Regions from separate parts of the Mus musculus genome. Here region 2 is linked to region 1. The links are chromatin contacts, called in public HiChIP or PLAC-seq maps. All regions are on one chromosome and are shown on one strand. Each heading gives the region's core, a stretch centred on a gene start, on an enhancer-like site or on the middle of the called end of the contact. The rest is flanking DNA. Distances are from core to core; before and after follow the strand shown.

Evidence for each region. HiChIP or PLAC-seq counts read pairs in DNA pulled down with a chosen protein or histone mark.
Region 2: an HNF4G HiChIP or PLAC-seq map of pancreatic cancer cells shows a contact between it and region 1. The contact joins two enhancer-like sites. A contact is called at or near these places in 3 of 484 Hi-C or Micro-C datasets (B cells, the Ba/F3 cell line and CD8 T cells), 1 of 115 datasets of contacts at active chromatin or transcription factors (pancreatic cancer cells) and 3 of 9 other capture datasets (adipose tissue, liver and pancreatic islet).

What each region holds. Positions count from the first base shown.
Region 1 is chr11:103,245,595-103,249,178 of GRCm38.p6, reverse strand. All of the region lies in intron 1 of Map3k14 (mitogen-activated protein kinase kinase kinase 14), which reads left to right. Among named protein-coding and RNA genes, the nearest start is that of Map3k14, 20 kb to the left of the region's middle. Within about 2 kb of position 2,243, at least 185 of the 459 cell types and tissues checked have an H3K27ac peak or open chromatin away from gene starts, as enhancers often do. A contact at or near this core is called in pancreatic cancer cells, where this site is marked.
Region 2 is chr11:103,394,723-103,398,106 of GRCm38.p6, reverse strand. It overlaps Plekhm1 (pleckstrin homology domain containing, family M (with RUN domain) member 1), which reads left to right. Exons shown (of 12, transcript NM_183034.2): 3 at 833-1,080; 4 at 2,793-3,384. Among named protein-coding and RNA genes, the nearest start is that of Plekhm1, 16 kb to the left of the region's middle. Within about 2 kb of position 1,261, at least 43 of the 459 cell types and tissues checked have an H3K27ac peak or open chromatin away from gene starts, as enhancers often do. A contact at or near this core is called in pancreatic cancer cells, where this site is marked.

The DNA of each region.
Region 1 (3,584 bases), core at 994-3,493:
TTCTGCATTGGAGTCGCCCGGCCCTTAATCCTGACCTGGTGTGTTCTGGGAGCTCAGAGAACCTCAGAGCTTACCTAACTCTTTCCATGGTGACCTGGGGTTTTCTGCAGAGGTCCTGGCTTGAGGGAAGGAAGGCCAGAGTGGGTGGGGCGTCCTGTCCACCTCCATTCACGAGGGCAGCTGTTTCTGACAGGAGTTACATGAGGTTGCATGCTACTAGCTTCCATAAGATAATGAGTATGATTTCATTTGACAAAAATACCCCCCCCATTTTTTTTAATAAAGCTAGAAGCTATAGCTTCTGGTTCCCACCCTGGCGTTCTCAGGGTAAGTGTACTTACTAAAAGAGGGAAGTGAAATATGATATATTTTACAAAGGTTATTTTCTCCAAAGGCCAACATTTAAAGTGTTACTGTGGTACCTTTCAGCGAATCACAGACTCATTTAGCCTAAATCTTATTTCTGTCCGAGGATCTTGCTTTCCATCTGCGTTCTCCAGTGTGTACCAGAGGAACTGAATCTGCATCGTATTACATTGTAATTAAATGTCCTGCTGGCTATTAGTAATATAGAGAGGGGTCAAATGGCAGACCTGACCCCAAAAGCTTTGTCAGAATACAGATTCTAAGAGGCTAGAGATGGTTTCATGGCTAAAGAGCACAGGCTGTTCTTCTAGAGAACGCAGATTTGATGTCCAGTTACAGATGCTCGCTCACAACCATCTGTAACTCTGGTTCCAGGGAATCGGATGCCCTCCTCAGGCCTCCACAGGCACCAGACACGGTGCTCAGACATACGTGGAAGCAAAGCATCCACGCATAAGAAATAAAAGTAGAAGGACAGGTCCTGGGACAGGAGGGATGGCTCAGCCATTGAGGGCATTTGCTGGTCTCTCAAAGGACCTGAGTTTGGTTCTCTGCTCCCGGGTGAGGGGGCTCACAACTGTCCTGTGACTCTAGCACCAGCAGACCCCACCGCCTCTTCTGACCACCACAGCATCCCCGATGTGTGTGCAGATAAAATTAATTCATTACTTTTTAAAGGTTCAGATTTGTAGCCAGACGTGGATGGCACATGGTTGCTGCCGTGCAGGGGGCGAAGACAGGGAGGCAGACTTCCAAGAGTCAAGACCCTCAACCATATCTTAGAGTAAAATGATTTCTTGTCACATAGCGCGTGCACACACACACAACATGGTGCAGATGCTGAGGTCAGAGGGTAACTGTGGCAATTGGTTCTCTTTCTCTACGCTGTGGGTTCCAGGAATCAAACTCAAGTTCTCAGGCTTGGCAGCCCCTCCCCAAAAAAATGTTTTCCTGAAAAGGTCTGGGAATGTAACATGCCTCGGAGAGAGAGTGCTTGCCTGATCCGTGTGAAACCCTGGTTTCAGTCCCCACACTAAGAGACAAGCAGATTCTTGGCCTGCAGCCCGGTTCCTCTTGAGTGGATCTAGCAGAAGTGCTTTGTAAGAAGTCATCTGGGGCTGTAACCAACTCCTGCATGGGAAAGCTCACTGTGGGAGGGATGCAGAGGTATGGCTCAAGCATGGAGCCCTGGCCCTGCCCTGGCACACTGGAGCAACACCCTGTGCCCCGTATACACTTGAGCAGCTGGCTGAGCACCATGACCCTTTCCCTGGAAAAATACAAACTGTGTCTTGCTTGCTCTTGTGGCTCCCAGACCTCCTTGAGCCCAAACCAAGAACTGCTCTTTTTTTAAAAAATCATGGAAATATATATAATATATATATATATATATATATATATATATATTATATATATAATTATTTACATCCTGAATGCTGTCCCCCCTTCCCAGTCTCCCCTCCCCTTCGCCTCTGAGAGAGGGCAGTCCCCTCCCCCATATCCCCCTACTCTGTTGCATCAAGTCTCTGCAGGATTAAGTGCATCCTCTCTCACTGAGGCCAGACAAGGCAGCCCTCTGCTACATATGTGCCAGGGGCCTTGGACCAGCCCAGGTACACTCCGAGAACTGCTTATGGTTGATATAGTAGCACCCAGTCACTTCTGCCCCTAGACTCCTGCAGACCCATTGGGCACAGCAAGAGGGCATCAGGTTAGGTGTATGCATCAGGCCTGAAAGGGTGCTGTGTGAACCCCTGCCTTTTCTTTGTGTGGGCTCTGGGTGTGGCTCTTGCCGTTTCTGTCATCCTTGGCTTCCATACAGTGAAGACAGCAGGCGGCTGCGTGCACTAGAGGCTGAGGTGGAGCTGGAGGGGGGGGGGTTGGGTTGAGTGATACTGTACAGCCTTGACCTCATTTTGTCCCAACTCTCCAGGCACTGCAGGGGAGACAGAAAGGACAAGTTTCAGGCCTGGGAGATAGGGATGAGCCTGTACCAAAGCCCAGGGTTCTGGGAAGAACACCTAGCTACCAGTCCTGGAATTGGGACTGAAATGAGTTTTATGGGCCAGACCCACATAGAAGTAGAGAGGGAGAGAGGAAGCAGGCCTGTCTATATTTGTGGGAGAGCTGCCATTAGGCCAGCGAACCTGGAAGCTGTCAGAGAGGGGCTGAGTCACGATTATGTGGCATGGGAAGCCAGCTGCAGGAGAAGCTTTGCTGCTGCGTGCTGGAACTGTCTGCCTCGGGGAGAGTGAGGGTCAGCCACTCTTGGGTCCAGCTGCCATCTGCTGGGTCAGCTTCTCAGTAGGTCCTCCTTGTTGTCCTGGCTGCCAGGCTGGGCATGAGTCACTGTGGAGTACACAGGAGGCTTCAACCTCAAGTTCTCCCCAGAGGAAGCAGCTTGTGTTTGTCGTGTGTGCATGGGGGTGGGAGCGCCAGGGCCCCTGGCCTGCTGCCTGGCTAGCCACCATCTTAATGGAGCTATAGCCCAGGGTGAACTTTAAACATTAGGTAGGAGCAGGCTATCTGAGCAGGGTGCAGCTCCACCCATCTTCCTCGCTCATCAGCGCAGTTCTTTATCTCTGGTGCTCAGGATTGTCCTGTCCCAAAGTCTAGAAGTGTGCCTTTGCTTGTTCAGTGCCCTTGTTTAGCCCGTGTTTGACCAACATGAGCGGTGTTGAGTTTGCCTTGCTGTTCTCTATACTAAGATACCTAGGGTGCCCCTCTGCTCTTAGACCACAGAGGACCACAACTTTTGTTTCACGTTTGCCTGTGACCTGGGAAACTTGCGTGTGGGTCCAGCCTGAAGAGCCCGGGTCCTCTGCCTGCCTCTGCTCTGATTCACATGGGCGGAGCAACTTTGAGCAGGGACCCACTTGGGTAGGCTTCAGGTTTCTCACAAAAAAATGAGGAGATTGAAGCATCCCTGAGGTCCCTTTAAACATACAGCAACTTCTGTTACATTTGGGGGATTTTTCTGATTGGTTTTTAAATTTAATTTTCCCTGATTTTTGTTTTTTTTTTAAAGCTAAGAAAGGTCAGTTTTCGTATAGGCTTTAAGTCAATATTCAGCACGTTGTGGGATTCAGGGAGGAGAGTAGAGAAATGAAAAAGAAAAATTACAATAATAGCCTACCTGGAGGTTTTTGCCTATTTGGCTATTTGGAAGTCAGAATTCCCCCATAGACTTCTTAGAGTGACCAAGTGACAGATTGTCT
Region 2 (3,384 bases), core at 12-2,511, 150 kb before region 1:
TTCCTCCCCACAGTGTTGGGGATCTAATGGAGGGCTGTAACTGTCAAGCATACTCTCTTGAGCCACACTTGCTGGTCCTTTCTTTGTTATTGTTCTAAAGAAATACTCTGCCTCCTTAGCTTGTCTCTGCCGAGTGCCCCCAAGCCACCATTTCAGTAGTTAAATACAAGATTGATGTTTAGTTTTAAAAACCAAAAGATACGGGACTGGAGAGATGGCTCAGCAGCTAAGAGCACAGGCTGCTCTTCCAGAGGTCCTGAGTTCAAATCCCAGCAACCACATGGTGGCTCACAACCATCTGTAATGGGATCCATTGCCCTCTTCTGGTGTGTCTGAAGACAGTGACCATGTATGTACTCACGTACGTAAAATAAATAAATAGATATTTTAAAAAGAGAGAGGGAGAGATAGGGCGCACTTGTTGCTCTTGCAGAGGATCTGGGTTTGATTTTCAGCATCTACATGGTGTGTGGCCCACAACCATCCATAACTCCAGTTTTAGGGAATTTGATACCCTCTTCTAACCTCAGACACTAGGCACACATGTGATACACATACATACATGTAGGCCAAACACTCACACATACATTAATAAATTTAATTAAAACTTTTTCTTTTAAATAAAAAATAAAAAAAAAATAGATGTACAAAACCATTTCTTCTGTATGCCGGATCTTCACTTGCCACAATAGCTAGCTTTGCAGAAGGAGTCTAGGTTACATACATAAGTGTGTGTGGTCACACACCTCAAAAAACAGGCCCTGGACTACATTCCAGGGGCTCCACATAGGACTTCCCTCTAAAGTCTGCCCTTGTGTTTAACACAACTTAGGTCATCAAGAAGAAGCTCGTGGGATCCGTGAAGGCTCTGCAGAAACAGCATGTGTCTCTGGACACAGTGGTCACCAGTGAAGATGGAGATGCCAACACCATGTGCAGTGCCCTGGAGGCTGTGTTCATCCACGGCCTGCATGCCAAGCACATCCGCGCCGAGGCTGGCGGCAAAAGGAAGAAGCACACTCACCAGAAGGCTCTGCCTCAGCCTGTCTTCTGGCCCCTTCTGAAAGCCATCACCCACAGGTGAGATCCGTCAGGGAGAGAGGAGCTTCAGCCTGGGGCGCTGGGCTCCTCTCCAGGGTGGCACAGCCAGAAGCAGTGTTGTGGTGTAGTCGCTATGCAGTGACTGTAGGGCTAGGCTTAAGGAAGGCTTGCCTCCAGACCCTGAGACACTCCTCTAGAGCCTGTGGCTTCTCCTCACCCCAGCACTAATGACCTTTAGACTCCGCTAGGCTGAGTCATGTACTTACTGCTGAGTGGTGTGGCCTGAGAAGACTAAAGTATCCCCTCTCCTTTTTTTTTTTTTTTTTCAAGACAGGGTTTCTCCTTATAGCCCTGGCTGTCCTGGAACTCACTTTGTAGATCAGGCTGGCCTGGAACTCAGAAATCCACCTGCCTCTGCTGGGATTAAAGGCGTGCGCCACCACGCCCAGCAGGAAATGTTGCTGACTTGCCTTTGAATATTCAAGTCTGTCTTCTAAATTTAAAATATATGTTTTTTAAAATTTTATATGTGTAAGTATCCCCCTACATGAGTATCTGTGCACCATGTATGTGTCTGGTGCAGGGCACACAAGCCAAAAGAGGATGCCAGACCCCTGGGAACTGGACCTACAGATGATTGAGCCAGCCACCATGTGAGCGCTGAAAATAGAACCTGGGTCCTCTGCAAAAGCAGCCAGTGCTTTTAACCAGGGAGCCATTTCTCCAGCTCCTGTATTCTGAACTTTATGTTCATGATGAGGTATGTGTGGCACTTAGCCTAGAAACCAGATATATTTCTGAATATTCACCCTAAGGCCCTGTCTTTGGCCTTGTCCTTGGCTGCTTAGACCCTATGCTGGTACCTAGCACTGCCTCCGTAAAGTGTTAAGTGCCTGAAGACACCTTGTCAGTCTTTGGTCTGCCTTCCTGTAGCTGCTGATAGTGCCCTGTCTTGGTTTTTTTAGCTCTCTTCCAAGTAACAGTGTGTTTCTTTGTTTTTAAGTTTTGTTTTAAGTTTGTGTGTATGAGTGTGTGCCTGTGTGTCTATGCCACATGCATGTGGGTGCCTATGGAGTCCAGAAGAGGTAATCAGATCCCCTGGAGCTGGAGTTATGAGTATGTGAGGCACTCAACATATGTGCTGGGACTTGAACTCAGATCCTCTGGAAGCACAGCAAGTGCTCTTAACCACTGAGCCACCGCTCCAGTCCCAGAGACTGAGTTTCTAGTTGTCTCTATATCCAGCTCAGTGGTACCCTGAGTCAGTTAGCCAGTCAGTAATACTGCCGAAGTTAAGTACAGCTTACACTGAGTCCAGAGGACTGGGGGTACACTTCTGCACAGGACACCGTGGCAGCAGAGAAGGGGACTGTGGCTGTGTCAGACCGAAGCTTTGGGAACTGAGTTTGTGCACCTAGGGTCTGAGTGTTCCCTGCAGTGCCAGCTGCTCTCGACTGAGAGCGAATCTCAGTAGTCGAATGCTTGCCTAGTGTGCACAAGCTCTGGCTTTATTCCCTAGGAACTGGGGTTGGACTCAGCCGGTATGTCCTGGGTTAGCAGATGATGTTTGGTAGCTAGAGCTCAACAGCTCAGCTTTCCTGCATTCCCGAGACATCGTCCCCAGAATTTTATGTCTGAATACGATCATGTTTTCAGTACTTTATCACTCGTTCTTGCTAAGCAGTAGCTTGAACCACATCTCTGAGATTTGAGGCAGTTTCTTGCAACACATCTGCTCTGTCCCCCTGCAGACACATTGTCTCAGATTTGGAGCACCTGGTCTTCATCAACACAGATGTAGGCCGTTGCCGAGCCTGGCTGCGGTTGGCCCTCAATGACGGTCTGATGGAGTGCTATCTGAAACTGCTCCTGCAGGAACCTGCACGGTTGTGCGAGTACTATCAGCCCACAGCCCTGCTTCGAGATGCCGAGGAGGCTGAGTTCCTCCTGAGCTTCCTGCAAGGACTAACATCCTTGTCCTTCGAACTCTCCTACAAGTCAGCCATCTTAAATGAATGGACACTCACCCCATTGTCGCTCTCTGGGCTTTGCCCCCTCTCTGAACTCGACCCTCTCACTACCTCTGGTGCAGAACTACAGCGGAAAGAGTCTCTGGATTCAATTTCCCATTCCTCGGGCTCTGAGGACATCGAAGTCCAACACTCAGGCCATAAGATCCGCAGGAACAGGAAGCTCACTGCCTCTTCCCTCAGCCTGGACACAGCCAGTTCATCCCAGCTGTCCTGCAGCCTAAATTCTGACAGCTGCCTGCTCCAAGAGAATGGTCCCAAGAGTCCAGACCATTCTGAGGAACCCATGTCCTATGACTCAGATCTGGGCATG